Regions from separate parts of the Sus scrofa genome. Here all the other regions are linked to region 4. Evidence: chromatin contacts called from public Hi-C, HiChIP or PLAC-seq and promoter capture Hi-C data. All regions are on one chromosome and are shown on one strand. The core of a region is the stretch at or near the end of the contact, and the rest is flanking DNA. Distances in the headings are between cores, read along the strand shown. Region 1 holds the start of LAMTOR3 (ragulator complex protein LAMTOR3). Region 2 holds the start of H2AFZ (H2A histone family, member Z). Region 3 holds the start of RAP1GDS1 (rap1 GTPase-GDP dissociation stimulator 1). Region 4 holds the start of EIF4E (eukaryotic translation initiation factor 4E). Region 5 holds the start of STPG2 (sperm-tail PG-rich repeat-containing protein 2).

Region 1 (2,740 bases), core at 113-2,612, 780 kb after region 4:
CCAAAAACGGAGTGATAAAGGCACACAAAGTTGCTAAATGTTCAAACACATAATCTTGCAACCCAAAAAGAAACAGCAGATTCATATTAATGTCGAATAACCATTTAGCCTACTGGTTATGAGTAAGGACTCTGGAGTTAGTCTGCCTGTGCTGGTATCTTGACTCCACAACTTATCAACTGTGTAACTTGAGGGAAGTTACCTGCTCTTTCTGTGCCTCAGCATCCTCATTGATAACACAGGGATAACAATAACAGTGGCTACCTCATAAAAACTGTTTTAAGAATTAAATGAGTTCAATGTTCCAAAGAATATTTAGCATGTATATAAGAAAAACAAACAAACAAAAAACACAGTACGTAAAATGTAAACAAACACAAACATTAGTAGTATTAATTCCCAGCTGTTTCTACTAACTAGTACAATGAAGTTCCCTAAATTTATTATTCTGGCTATATGGTTGTGCTAAAGAGGTATTAGTTATAAAGCTCAGATTGCTACAATGAACCCAGAGAGACACAACCACTTACTGACAAAAGACTCATAGCAAACCACCGTTTAGAAATGGAAACGGTAAACATGCAGAGTCTGTCTTAGGCTCCCAGAACTTGGGTTGGGGAAAAAATAAAACTTTCTCAGTCTCAGGCACCTTAGCGTCTTTCACCCTCATTCCAAGCAGAAACTCAGGACTCCGCAAGTTATTCATATTATTCTCACACTCCAGATCCTGGAGAAAATTGGAGGGGAGCGCTAAAAAGAAATAAATTTGAACGTGGGACGTGCCCAGTAGCCTCATCCGTTTCCCTACTCTTTACTTCCTCTTGTGTGGGGGTATTAACTCACATCCGCCATGATGAACCCCTTTCTCCCGGAGGATCAATCGCCAAGCCTGGAAGAGAAACTCCTGGTGACTCTCCCCACAAGACTTCCTCGCCCTTCCCACCCCGACCCTAATAAGCGCAGTCAGTTCTTCTCAGGGTCGGAAAAGGCTCCGCGGCTCTAGGGCTCGGCCTCCCAGGCCCAAGGGAGTCGAAGTTCCCAGATGCCCAGACGGATAACCGAAATGCCTGACCTCAGCCCACTCCATCCTCTACCCCAAAGATCCGGGCCCAAAGGGGATACAGAAAGGGCGTCCTCTCTTTCACCTCACTGCACGCACCACCTGCGGGCCCAAAGCTGACTCCGGGCAAAGTGGCTCCAGTTACCTGGGTTTCTGGGCTGCTCGATACTCTGAGCTGTCACTTCAGGGACTGCCTGAGACAGGTTCTTCTAAGAGCCGCGGTCACATGATTTACGACCTCCTCTGAGGTTCCAGGAAGCACTTCCCACGTCGCCGACGCAGGGATTCGCGAGACTTCCGGGGAGGTGCTTCGGCGAGGGAGCGCGCAGTCGCGCCTTTGCGCCCCGCCCCACCCACGGCGGCTACTTCCTGCGCCTGCGCCTGCGCTGCAGGTGGATCGCGACGTCTATGACCTGTCCGAGCTGTCAGGACCCCGTGGGACGTTTTTGTTGGGCAGGGGTGCATACTTTTAATTAGGTGGTTTTTGTTTTTTTTCTTTAGGGTCCATTATCCTAAAGCCTCTTCTTGTAGATGAAGAAATTTGAAGGGGTGGTCTTAACATACCGTCAGCAATAGATTGCCCGTGATGAGAAGTCCCAGGTCCACAGGCTTCTGATCCCAGTTTCTTAGTCTCTTTTGGCTTTTCCGCTGGTGCTGCCCACGTGCTGTGACTCCAAGCCTTGTCTAGATTGAATCAACGATCCATGATTTTTCTGGAGATCTGTTATTTTTGTACCTCAAGCCTCGACATATGCAGACATTGAACAGCCTTTTTCACTAGCAACTTAGAAGGCTGTGCCTTTAAGGACTGCCTATATTGTTTTTGTTTGTTTAGTGCCTTGCTTGTTTGCACATTTAACAAAAATCTACAGTGGGTGGTAGAAAAATGAGGTCTGTGGGAACTTGCCTTTGACTGTATTTCAACTCCAGCCCCTAAAAGTGCAAAAGGAATTAACTATTGCTCAGCACATAAGTTGGATACTTATTTCCTAGTTATCCCTAGGAGGATGAAGTGGCAAACTAAAAAGCTCCCAGATGTTACAACTGACCGCCAGTCATTTCAAATAAACTTGACAGTTCCATAGCAACATGTCATTAAAGATCACTTTATTTTCCTTCATTTCTCAGGACACTGCACTTATTTTAGCTCCTCACCCACTTTAGTCTCCTCTTAAAGGAAGACACTTAAAACTTGTCTTCAGTTCCTCTGCTGTTTTTCTCTTTCCAGTGTTCTGAGAATATGAACCCTAAATCTGCACCTTTCATCTGAGTTGTAAGTTCACATTTTTAGCTGCTTGTTGGATGCTGGATATTTCTACATAAAGTCTATCACTTCTAACTCAAAAGCTCCTAAAAACTCCAGTAAATCTGTTTCCTGATCTATGTCTGTGTTCCATGATTCTATCAGTCAGGTATCATGTTTGCTCTCTCCTTCCTCATGTTCTTTTCTTAACAATGATTTTTACACCCATTATTTTTTCAAGCCTTCATTTAAATCATTATTCTATTCAGCAAAACTGTATCAACAGTCACTTAAAGGCCAACTTTACCTTCCTAAAATAATGTTATTGCTGATCAAAAAAAATCTATTTTTTCGTTAATAGCCAAATTTTTGCGAAGTTTTAAATCACTGCCTCCATTTATCCCAAATCCAATCAATCAAATAATTCTCTTGATTCT
Region 2 (2,713 bases), core at 53-2,552, 850 kb after region 4:
GGGACACGCAATTTTATTTCCTAAAGCAGTCAACTCAAGCTCAGGAGGAACCCAAAATGAACACCAGCCCCCTCTAGCGTTGTCAGAAGCTTCTCACCGCGTTCAGAGCCTGGGAGTTTTCTTGCATCACTTTCCTCCTTCCCTCTCACCGCCTCCCCCCACCACCTTTTCCAGATTACAGGCGTACACCCATTTACCTCTGCGGTGAGGTACTCCAGGATGGCTGCGCTGTACACAGCGGCAGTCGCGCCCACACGTCCATGGCTGGTCGTCCTAGATTTCAGGTGTCGATGAATACGGCCCACCGGAAACTTCATTTTTCGCATACACAAACACAAATGCACAAAGATAGAGGAGCCAAAAATGGTCAAATTATACGCGCGCCAAAGCAAGGGGCACGGAGGCTGATGCAGCAACGCGCCCTAGCATCGCCACACGTGATCGCCCCCCCTTCCCCAATATTTATTGTATCGGTAAACCAAGTCCCGACACCATCACCACGCAAAGACCAAAAGCTCATCTAGTGCAATGATAAACAGAGAAAAAGGAGAGAAAAACGCCGCGATTCCCAGACAGCAGAAACCCCCACTGACCTGCAAACCGGCTCTCTGCGAGCGGGAAACCGCCTTTGTCTTGGCCTTTCCGGAGTCCTTCCCAGCCTTACCGCCAGCCTGCGGCGCGCACACGCCCGCGAGCGAAGAAGGAACGCAGAATACAGGATTACCAAGGCGGCGCGCCCCTCCCCCACCGCGGGGCGGCCCGGGCGCGAGCGGGGCCCGGTGCCCAGCCGGGGTCTCCGGCCCGCCGCGCGCCGCAAGGGCGACCCCGCCCGCCTGCCCCCCGCTGCGCGCCCGCCGCGGCCGCGCGCTTCAGGCCGCCCGCTCACCGCCCTCCGGCTCCCAGCGGCGCTGCGCGCGCCACCCAACCGTCGCCGCCCGCCGCGAGATCGGAGGCTGCTCCGCTCGCCGCCGACAAAACACCTCCCCCCGCTCTTCCACATCCTCTCTCCGCGCGTTCCCAACCGTCACCGCTTCACCCCCATCTCCGTGTGTAACGGGTTTTTCTCCTGCCGGCAAAAACCCGCGTAGTCTTCGAGCGCCTCCGCGAAGTTTACCATTTCGAATTCTGCTGAAGCTCAAACAAGCAAGGCAGAGAAAGGACTAGTCAGTCACCAAGCGAGATCCCGCCGCCTACTCCTCCGTCGCACCGCGATTCAAACTGCGCTGTCTCCCGCCTTCCCCGCTCCCTTTATACTGCAGAATGTTCCCTCATCCGGGAACTCGGATTGCTCATCCCACCAATGGCTGCCACCCGCCCTCGGGCCGCGTCCTTGAAGTCTCAGCCAATGAGCAAGCGAAGAAAAGGGCGGAGGGGCGGGCGCTTTGCAGCTCGAGCTGTTATTGGGGCATGAGAAGGAGGTGGGGGAGAACGGAGGGATGGGAACCCGGGAGAAGAAGGGCACAGCGGCGGGAGGGAAGAAACAGAGCGAGCTACGCTGCTTGAGCAGGGCACCCGCCGGCTTAGTCACGTGCCTGGAGGGAGGAGCTGAGAGGCTCAGGGGAGGGGCACGCAGTAGCTGCCCCCTATTCCACCTTTGCCTCCTTGCTCGGTTCCAGAGACCTCGGAAAGCGGGGACTAGCACTCCCTCCTTCCTGCCCTGCCCTCCCTCCGCCTCCGCCCCGTTAGAACACCTGGCGGGCAGAGACCCGCCTGTCCGCAGCCTTCTTCCGGAGCACGGGGTACCTTCACCGACCCCCCTGCATTCCCGTTGACACCTCCGGTCTGACAGGTGGCGCGAAGGCGTCCAGTGAAAGGCGCCCCGACTCCTTCGCTAACCATAGTCTGGGTAGTGATTTCGCGTTTGTTCCTCCTAGGCAAGTGCCCAGCCACCGATTCATCACGACCCTCTGCTCCCACTTTTTCAGCTGTATCTCCTTCCTCTTCTTTTCTCAGGACTTTTTGAACCCCCTACCTCCCCAACCCCAACAGAACAGTTTCATGGAAAAGACGGTGAAGCAAAGTCACCTCGCTGGTCATAAAAGACCTTTTGGTCTACCCACTGAAGGCTTGGGCTGAGGCGGTATTCTTTAATCAAATCATATTTTTCTAAAGACTACACGTCTGTGGGTTGTACCTATAGCCTGGCTTCTAAAGTTGATTTAGTGAAACATGAAGGCTATTATGTGTCAACTCTTCTATGCTAAACATTTTGCTACTTGACAAATGTTCGGTAAATGTCCTCATATGATTCACAGGCAGTTACAGATGGTCCATGTAATCAAATGCAAATGATGGGCTTAAAAAAATAGTACTGTACACACAGTACTATCATAATGCCAGCTACTTAATTTTCCAACTAATAGATTAATAGCACCTCTGTACACGTCCAGCTGCTTGGAGACAGTAGTGATCCAAATCTTTCATACTTGGAGTTTTAACAGTAATTACGTTATAAACATAATTCAGTATTTCTGACATTAAGAAAATTTGAAATATATACTCTTTAGTACTGTAGTTTGGGTTTCAATCTGAAAGTTTTATCAAGTTTTTTTGGAAATTTGCTGTTAATTTTAAAATTAAAAAATTGGGAGTTCCTGTTGTGGCTTGGCGCTAAAGAACCCAGCTAGTATCCACGAGGACGCGAGTTCAATTCCCGGCCTCACTCAGTGAGTTAAGGATCCTTGGTTGCCCTGAGCTGTGGACTAGATGGCAT
Region 3 (2,700 bases), core at 7-2,506, 600 kb before region 4:
TCTGACTGTAAGAGGGCCGCTGATGAAGGGCAGGGAGCACCTTTTCTCAACATTGGGCTGAAAGAGTAAAAGTTGAAAAAGAGAAATTTCCATTTAGCTATTCAGCATCTCCCTCCTACAGGCTGTGCTACTGCCTGCGCCCTTTCCCCGCCTAGACCGTAGTTGCTGCCGCCTGGGGAGACCGACCTGACTCCTCACCCCAACCACCGAGAGTCGGGGCGCGACCAGAGTGCAGGGAACGGGAAGGTTTCCCCCAGCCTCCTCCCGCAGGGCGGAGGACGCAAGACCAGCCTCTGTCTCGCGCGCATGCCCAGTTGGGAGGGTGCCCTCAAAAGGGAGCGCCCAGCTCAGGTTGTCCCCGCCGCTGGGGAGGTGCGGGGAGCAGGCGCTGGCCCCGTGGTCCAAGGAAACTCCGGCGTTCGACCCGATGGGGCCGCAGCCAACTGGGCGGACTTTTGGTTTCCTGCCTTGGCAACCTGTTCCCGCCGCGTTTAAAGGGAGCGGGGCAAAGATGGGCACATCCGAGGAGGGTGGCGCCCGACGGCCAGGGCACCCTTGTGACATGGCTTTTCGGGTGTCCTCCGGGGAAAGGAAGGCCGCGCTCCCCTAGGAAGGAGAACGATACGCTCCGAAGAAATCCCGGGGCGGTCACTCCTCTCGCTGCCGGGAACCTCTTTTAAACTGGCCGCAGCCAGGACAGACTTAACTGTCCCACTGATGTGCCCGCTAATGTTAAGCGCCCTTCCCGCGGCCACCTCCCTTCTCTGTGCCCAGCGGGCCCACACGGCTGCTCTGAAAACAAGCGTCCTCAGATATCTGTCTCCAGAGGCGCTGGCCTCATCGCCAGCATGTCCATGCCGGCCCCGTTTCAGGACGACTGCCTTGCTTCCCGACCACCCTCCCGGGTCTGAGGCGGCCCAGGGTCTCCTCCTTCGGGAAATTCCCGCCTGTGCACCCGGCCTGTCGGGTAATGAAGACTGGCCCGTTTTCCGGGTGTGGGTTGGCCAGGTCGGGGTAGCGACCTGGAAGGTAATAGTTCGGGCACAGCGTCCCGGTACCCAGCCTGCCCAGGGCCTACCCTCCGCCCCTCCGGCGGCAGCCATCAAGCTCCTCCGCGGCGGCTGCAGCCGGCCCGCAAACACACGCCCACCCGCACGCTCAGATTGACTTGCCCCGGGGGGAAAAAAAAGGGAGGCACTGAGCATGCTCGGCGGGGAGGGCGGGGCGCTCCCGGAGTGCGCGTCGGGGCGGGCGCTCCTCCGGCCGGCTCGGCGCCTCCGCCGCCTGCCCGCTCCGAGCTGCGCCCGCCGCAGGCTGCGCCCGCCCCGCCCTACCCCGCCCCGCCCCCCGCCGCTCGTCCCCGCCGCGGCCGCGCTGCCTGCAGCAGCAGCAGCAGCGGCAGCAGCAGCGGCAGCACCAGCTGCTCCTCCCCGGCGGCCGCCCCCCGCGGGTCCCTCCCTGGTTGCGGGAGAGACAGAGGTAGAGGGAGGACACAGCGCCGCGCCGCCCGCACCGGAGACCTTCGCCTCGACCTGCCGGCTCCTCACCCTCTGGGAGGAACATGGGTAAGTCATCCTTCCTCCCCCGTCATCGCCTGACATATTTCTCTTTCTCGGCGTGGTGCAGGGTGGGAAGCATTTCTCGCGCAAAGTTGCCGGATTTCTCCAGTCCACCGGGGTGAGGCAGTGGCTGTTTCTCCGGGGAGAGTCGGCGCACGCGGAACGCACGCCGGGTCCCAGGGCTGGGAGGGTCCAGAGTGCGGGGTGGGGTCGGGCCGCGGGGCCGGACCGCCGCCCGGCTCTCGGGCACCTCGCTGCCTCGCCTCCCCTCCTCCATTCTTCCTGCCCGAGCCGGTGCCCGGGCACCACGGAGCCTGCCCCGCGGGCTCGCATCCGCTGCCCCATCCCGGTTTCTTCAGAGGCCGCCGGCTTCCTTCCCCTCGCGGCTGCTGGGCTGGAGACTCGGGTCCGACCGCTAGAAAGACCACTTCACGTAACTTCCCTGTCTGGGCGACCTTTCCCCATCTTGGGGACTGCTCATCCCGAGGCGGGGAAGTGGGAGCAAGTAGTTTGTGGGGGTGATTTTACAACCTGCACGGAAATTATTTTCGGTGGGGGAGAGCGGACAGTCTCATAGGTTGAAAGGATGACTTGTCAGAGGCCACGAGGAACGTGAGGCAGGATGGATAGAGCCGCTAGCTGTTGAATTCGTGTTGGGTGACTACAGTGTGCACTATTCCGGTGTTCAACGCATTTTCTTGGCTCCTTCGCCTGTCTCCTGTAGCACGAAACTGCACCCTGCCTGTCTGTAACATGGTACCGAACTTACATACTAGTAATGCTTTCCCAGCTTCCCTTGTCGGAATCTATATAATGCGATTTTAGTTCCTTCGTGTTTGTGATTAATCTTAAGAGTTTGGGATGAGATATTTAAGAGTTGGGATGAGATGTTTTACAAAGCTACATATAATTAATCCTACTTTTTCATAATATGTTGCTTCATTGTTAAGTTCAGTAATTGCAAAAACGTCTGGTGGCTACGGTAATGTGATTAAAAGACGAAACATTTTTAAAAATTGTAGCGGTTTGGAATGCCATGCTTCTGCCTGTTCCCCAGTTTGCTTCCATTCCTGTCATAGTTTCTTTCTTCTTTTTAAAATTTGCTCCTTTGGCACCTGTCAACTCAGACTTTCCCCACCCC
Region 4 (2,700 bases), core at 200-2,699:
TCGGGCAACCAAGGTCTAGTACAGTTCCAGAGTATCAAACGTTTTCTGGCTACACACCTCTAAAACAGAATCACTTGTATGTGACATTCCTAAAACGGCAACACAGGCCTAGAAGTTTCCGTGAGTCAGTGCCGGCAAACCCAAACTATGACAAACATACTCTCTCCTTTGGGCGGTAACTATCAACTTTGTGCTCTGGGATCAGCCTGCTTAAAATAAGTTTAAGATGGTGCCTGAACTGGGAAGAAAGCCAGGAGAACGGATAAAGAAAAAAAATCAAACAGAAACCTAACTTTAAAAGTTAAGTTAAACAGTGTCTGAGAACTCTTCCAGAGGATAAAGCCGCGGAAGAACAGATGGATCTACACCCATTCGCACTCTCTGAGGCGTGCGCACAGCGCGGAAAGGATGAATGAATGGAAGACAGGCGCGTGTGAAATGCCGCAGGTCCGGCCGGCAAGCCGACCAGCCCCAGCAGCTATCAGCAGGCCTCGCTCCTCCCCCTTCCCTCCTCCATGACAGCCCAGGCTCAAGCATGGAGGGGCGAGGACAATGTGATCCCCCTTCCAACCACCAGCACCCTTCACCCTACTCTCAGAGCTTTACCGCGCCACCAAGGGTTCTCCTCCCCACCCCGAAACCTTTCTCGCCTCCCGGGTCGCCAACCCCGACAACTCTCGGACATGCTGGAGTAACATGCGCTCGCCCCTCTCGGCTCCCCTCGGCGAGGAAGAACCTTCTCCGCGCGTGCCGCGGCACCACTCCCGCCCAACCCACCCCGTGGCACCGCGCGCTCACCGGCTCCCTGGCCCACCGGTCTAAGAAATCCCGGCGCGCGCCCGGAACCCAAGCCCCTGAGCCAGAGCTCGGGAGGGAGAGAGGGAAAGGCTGCTCCGAGGCTCCCTCCTCCATCTCATTCCAGGCCGGCTCGCCGCCCACCGTCCCTGCGAATCCTGGCGCTCGTTCGGAGCCGGGCCCGCGCCTTCCCATCGCAAAGGCACGATTCCCACACACCTCGCCCAGAGGCCGGATCACGCACCACCCTTATAGACACCTTGCGGCTCCACAGGGGGAGCCGCGCCGCCCCTCCCCCACATCTCTCCCCTAGCTCGCGGGCCCCCACCAGAACGTGTGCTCTACACGCCGTGGCGGCCAGCCTCCGGGGCGCCCCCAATTGTCCGCAGGGAGGTCAGGCCAAAGAAGAGGGGGAGGGGGCGGCAAGGGGTAGCGTGCGCGCTGGGAACGCCGTCCCGCGGGATCCTTCAGTCCGAAAGGAGACGGAGCGCGGGGACCGGTGGGGGTGGGGGCCAAAGGCAATACTCACCGGTTCCACAGTCGCCATCTTAGATCGATCTGATCGCACAACCGCTCCTGAAGGGAGGGGGTGAGAGGAAAAAAATGAGATTCAAACCGGATTGGCCGGCTACTGTTCACGTGACGGACGTGTCCGTTTGGCCCTGGCGGCGCCTGCGCAAGACTGCAGCTGCGTGTTTAACAAGAGGCTTCTGGGAAGTGGAGTCGCTCTCTCGGTGGCTCGCTCTCCCTGTCTCTTTTTTTTAGGCTAGGAAGTTTAAAAAAAAAAAAAAAAAAAAGACTGGTCACGTGGCCGGTGGGTACCGTGCGCGGTTCTCGGCGCAGCGGACACTCGCGTGCTGGAGGGTGGCTTTCAGTCCTCTGCTCTTCCGCCTGGGTAGTTGCTGTCGCACTCACTGCCAGGCATGCCTCCTGTGCCCTTTGTCGCCCTGTCCTCCCATCTTCCTCGGAAGGTTGGGAACTGTAGGCTCAACACGCACAATAAGGCTTCATTTGCTTAGTTGAGGTCCTAGGACAAGTTGCCTGTGTGTTTATTTAATTTTCTTTTGACTTCCCACCATTTTCTCTTAGTTCCAAAAAGAGGCGGCGAGGGAAAATCGTTAAGCAATCAACCCTCCCCCGTCCCCCGGCTCCGCTAACGCTGGTGGTCACTCATTGCCATCACTGCGAAAGGGAGTGGCGGAACCGCCCACAGTAACCACTTGCCACAGTTCGGGGGAGGGGGAGTGCACCCGACAGCTTTTCGTGTTCCAACTCCTGAGATTAAAATCTCAGGGCTAAATCTTGCGTGGAAGTAAAAATTATCTGAAGTTCTGTCCTCTCGATTGCACTGTTCTGCTTCGACGTGAAGGGAAATAGCCCAAGTCCAGGTGCCAGCCAGGGAAGCCACTCCGGCCCCCGCTGACTAAGCCCTGGACTGACCGTCAGGAGTCGTTAGGCTGGGTCAACTATGACTCTTGACGTTGACTCATTCTCCTTAGGCAAGTGACTTAATCATTCAGTGCCTCAGCTTTTTCATTTATGAACCACAGATGGTAATACACTTACCTCACAAGGGTATGCTGTGGTAATGATTGTAACCAGCTTTGAAAATGCATCAGACTCTATAAATGCTTCATAATAAGCAACCTCGTGCCTTCGTAAGGATCAGCTGCTTCCCTTACTGTTCTTTAAACAATGTTTTAAATTTTTCTTTTGCTTATGTTGTTACATTATCATGTACACCAATGCAATTTTAAAAGTTTCGAGACAATGTTTTTATAACTAGCTACCCTCCATAGAGGCTTTAATGTTTAGGAAAATATTGTTATAATCACTGGCAATTAGAGGTTTATCCCCAGAGTGACATCCGACGTTTTCTTCCCCGCTAAGATACTGTGCTGTCAT
Region 5 (2,700 bases), core at 191-2,690, 710 kb before region 4:
GTATGTATTAAAAGTTACCCCTAGTCACTAGCTGCAAACAAAAGAGAGCAAATAATTATTTAAATTATCCATTCCCAGAGTTCCCGTCAGGGTTCAGTGGTTAACGAATCCTACTGGGAACCAGGTTTCGGTTCGATCCGTGGCGTTACTCAGTGGGTTAAGGATCTGGAGTTGCAGTGAGCTGGGGTGTAGGTTGCAGAGGCGGCTCAGATCTGGCAGATCCCACGTTGCTGCGGCTCGGGCATGGACCAGTGGCTGCAGCTCCGATTAGACCCCTAGCCTGGGAACCTCCATATGCCACCGGTGCGGCCCTAGAAAAGGCAAAAAGACAAAAATAAATAAATTATCCATTCCCACTACCTCTCAAGAGTATAGCTTTTCTTTACAGAATGTGGGATGAAGGAACTCTTATAAAGTATGTTTAAAGAGAAGATGGGTATGGTCAGATAAGAAACATCTACCAGAAAAAAACACATGGGACTATCTTTAAAAAATATTGCAAAACAAAAATTTTAACGTTATATCTTAGCTAATGAATGTTTCTCTGGTTAGTTAGGAATGGTGTGTGAGGCAGGCAGGATTTCGAAAAAAAAAAAAAAAGACAGAAAGCGGTGAGAAGTACACATGATTTGGAGACTCATAGCCAGATCAAGGAAATCGAAATCCTAGATGTCACCTGTATAATTTAAAGAATGATGTAGACAACCATTGTAGAATCAAAAGTCCTCACCATTGGCTCACTGGCCTTGTGAAATGGGACAAATTTACTGGGTCACTATGCTGTACCACAGAAATTGACACAGCGCTGTAAATCAATTATAATTTTTTAAAGGGACAAATTTATTTTACTAGTTATCATCTGTGAAATAAGGACAGTATCTTCCCTGCCTACTTCATGCTGTTATACTTTTGAAGTGATGCTACTATGCTTTCCTCAGGCACACAGAAGCGGAGCAGGCTGAAAGTGAGGCGCCTGTCACAGAAGGCTTGCCTTTCCCTACCTACATCTTACCTGCTGCCTGCTGCTTCAGGAAAGGTACCTGGTAGGATCCAGGACCCACATGATCCTCAGTGCTGCCACCTTCAGCCAATCTAAGCAAGCGAGGAGCCCGATCGTACATAATGGCGTGGGGTCGGGGAGCGGTGCGCCCGCAATGGTATAAACTAGACGGCCAGCAGAGACGTGGAGCCAAAGGAAGCCGTCAACCATCTCTGGAGCCCCAGGAAGAACTTGCGTTAATGGAGCAGCTACCTTAGAGACTATCGGCCCACTTGCTCATTAGTGTCAGATTTACCCCAGGTTGATTTCTAGCCCTGCAGAAAATTGTTTAGGAGTGAGATGAGCCATCCCACACAACCATCCGTTCACCAACCGCGAGCCAAAGCGCTCATCTTAAGGGACGAGCTTAATGAGGAAACGCCCGCCCCCGTGCTTCCGGTCTTGACTCCGCCCATTTCTCTCCACCCGGAAGTTTCTAGGAGAGAGGTCAAAGCGCATGCGTACCGAGCCGCAAGTCTTCCCCACTAAGCTCCGCCCCGCGCGCTCAGCGTCCTGAAGGAGAGGGCGGGCCTGAGTCTTGGAGCTCCTCCTACTACACCAAGTGCTTTGAATCCTGGGTTCGTCAGAAAAGCTCTAGAAAACGCCCTAGGAGTTAGAGCTAACTTGACCGTGATCCATTTTTCCTTATAGTCAGACGGGACAGCTGGGAAGAAACTATGAAAAACTGTGAAAGAAAGTCTTAGCGCGTTCACCTCCCGCACTCCTACCAGAACTACACTCGCACCCGCAGGGACGAAAGCATCTCTGACTTTATTCGGTAGTAAGTCCAAACGGTGCTAAGAGAAACCCAGGAAGTGGTGGTGACAAGACACTGAGAACTAGGAAGGAGATGAAAAACTCACCAACCGAAGCATTGCAAACACTGGTAAATGAAAGCTGTTTCTGCTGTTAGAGACCCAGGCAACAGCAACACTGACTCATTACTCTGTTTATAAAATAAAGACATTGAGGAAACCCCAAGCTGTTTGTTCAGCAAGTATTCTATCCAGATTCTAATCATCCTAAAGGCTTAAACAGACCCCGTTTATTATGCCTTACCTGCCAATGAGTTATAGTACTTAGAATTGTTCCTACTACAAATTTGTACTTATTGATACTCTGGAGGACAGAGTTTGATACTCAATTCTGTGGGTCATTTATTCTGGCTTAATTGTTCTACATACATTAGAGTCTCCTCCATGCAAGGCTATCTGCTTCTCAAGAATGTTTCTGCATTATCTTTTTTCCTACTCAATAACTAGCTGAGTATTTACTCACTTAAAAAACATTTACTGGCATATACTGTAGGTTCAGTACCATGCTAGGTTATGAGTTACAAAGATTCAAGCAAGTCTTCAACCTAAAGGGTCTTATAGCTACTGGAGAAAGAGACAGGTTCGTCCTTAACAAGATATGAGAAGAGAGACAAATAAAATGATAAGAAAAATATCACAGTACTTTGGATATCCCCTCTTCCTACTAAGAAACTAGATACTCAACTGTATGTTGATCACAGAAAGCAAATTCAGGTCCAGGCCATTTTGCTGTAGGCACTGGTGCAGACGCTTGTATCCTGCCTTTTCATGCCTGCAACAGCTTAGGTTATTCTTTTCTGGGATAGCATTGGATTTGACATTGGAAATAGAAGTGCTAAAGCAGAA

The links. Promoter capture Hi-C pulls out the DNA fragments that hold promoters and counts their contacts. A called contact is a pair of places that touch in the nucleus more often than the background predicts. HiChIP or PLAC-seq counts read pairs in DNA pulled down with a chosen protein or histone mark.
Region 1: a contact with region 4 is called in a Hi-C map of liver, with 6 times the contacts expected there. The contact joins the promoter of LAMTOR3 here to the promoter of EIF4E in region 4. A contact is called at or near these places in 1 of 5 promoter capture datasets (liver), 2 of 47 Hi-C or Micro-C datasets (embryonic fibroblasts and liver) and 1 of 2 datasets of contacts at active chromatin or transcription factors (alveolar macrophages).
Region 2: a contact with region 4 is called in an H3K27ac HiChIP or PLAC-seq map of alveolar macrophages. The contact joins the promoter of H2AFZ here to the promoter of EIF4E in region 4. A contact is called at or near these places in 2 of 47 Hi-C or Micro-C datasets (embryonic fibroblasts and heart right ventricle) and 1 of 2 datasets of contacts at active chromatin or transcription factors (alveolar macrophages).
Region 3: a contact with region 4 is called in an H3K27ac HiChIP or PLAC-seq map of alveolar macrophages. The contact joins the promoter of RAP1GDS1 here to the promoter of EIF4E in region 4. A contact is called at or near these places in 1 of 5 promoter capture datasets (liver), 1 of 47 Hi-C or Micro-C datasets (skeletal muscle) and 2 of 2 datasets of contacts at active chromatin or transcription factors (alveolar macrophages and skeletal muscle).
Region 5: a promoter capture Hi-C map of liver shows a contact between it and region 4, with 6 times the contacts expected there. The contact joins the promoter of STPG2 here to the promoter of EIF4E in region 4. A contact is called at or near these places in 2 of 5 promoter capture datasets (fetal liver and liver), 2 of 47 Hi-C or Micro-C datasets (heart right ventricle and liver) and 1 of 2 datasets of contacts at active chromatin or transcription factors (skeletal muscle).

What each region holds. Positions count from the first base shown.
Region 1 is chr8:120,624,519-120,627,258 of Sscrofa11.1, reverse strand. LAMTOR3 (ragulator complex protein LAMTOR3) reads right to left here and starts at 1,362. Exons shown (of 5, transcript XM_021101727.1): 1 at 1,206-1,362; 2 at 1-889.
Region 2 is chr8:120,562,341-120,565,053 of Sscrofa11.1, reverse strand. It overlaps H2AFZ (H2A histone family, member Z), which reads right to left and starts at 1,302. Exons shown (of 5, transcript NM_001123122.1): 1 at 1,115-1,302; 2 at 594-671; 3 at 198-311. The coding sequence starts at 1,117.
Region 3 is chr8:122,006,048-122,008,747 of Sscrofa11.1, reverse strand. RAP1GDS1 (rap1 GTPase-GDP dissociation stimulator 1) reads left to right here and starts at 1,256. Exons shown (of 14, transcript XM_021101742.1): 1 at 1,256-1,565. The coding sequence starts at 1,562.
Region 4 is chr8:121,408,382-121,411,081 of Sscrofa11.1, reverse strand. EIF4E (eukaryotic translation initiation factor 4E) reads right to left here and starts at 1,449. Exons shown (of 7, transcript XM_003129314.5): 1 at 1,325-1,449. The coding sequence starts at 1,342.
Region 5 is chr8:122,113,786-122,116,485 of Sscrofa11.1, reverse strand. STPG2 (sperm-tail PG-rich repeat-containing protein 2) reads right to left here and starts at 1,440. Exons shown (of 13, transcript XM_021101745.1): 1 at 1,013-1,440. The coding sequence starts at 1,121. LOC102160109 (a long non-coding RNA gene) reads left to right here and starts at 1,453. Exons shown (of 4, transcript XR_305112.2): 1 at 1,453-1,925.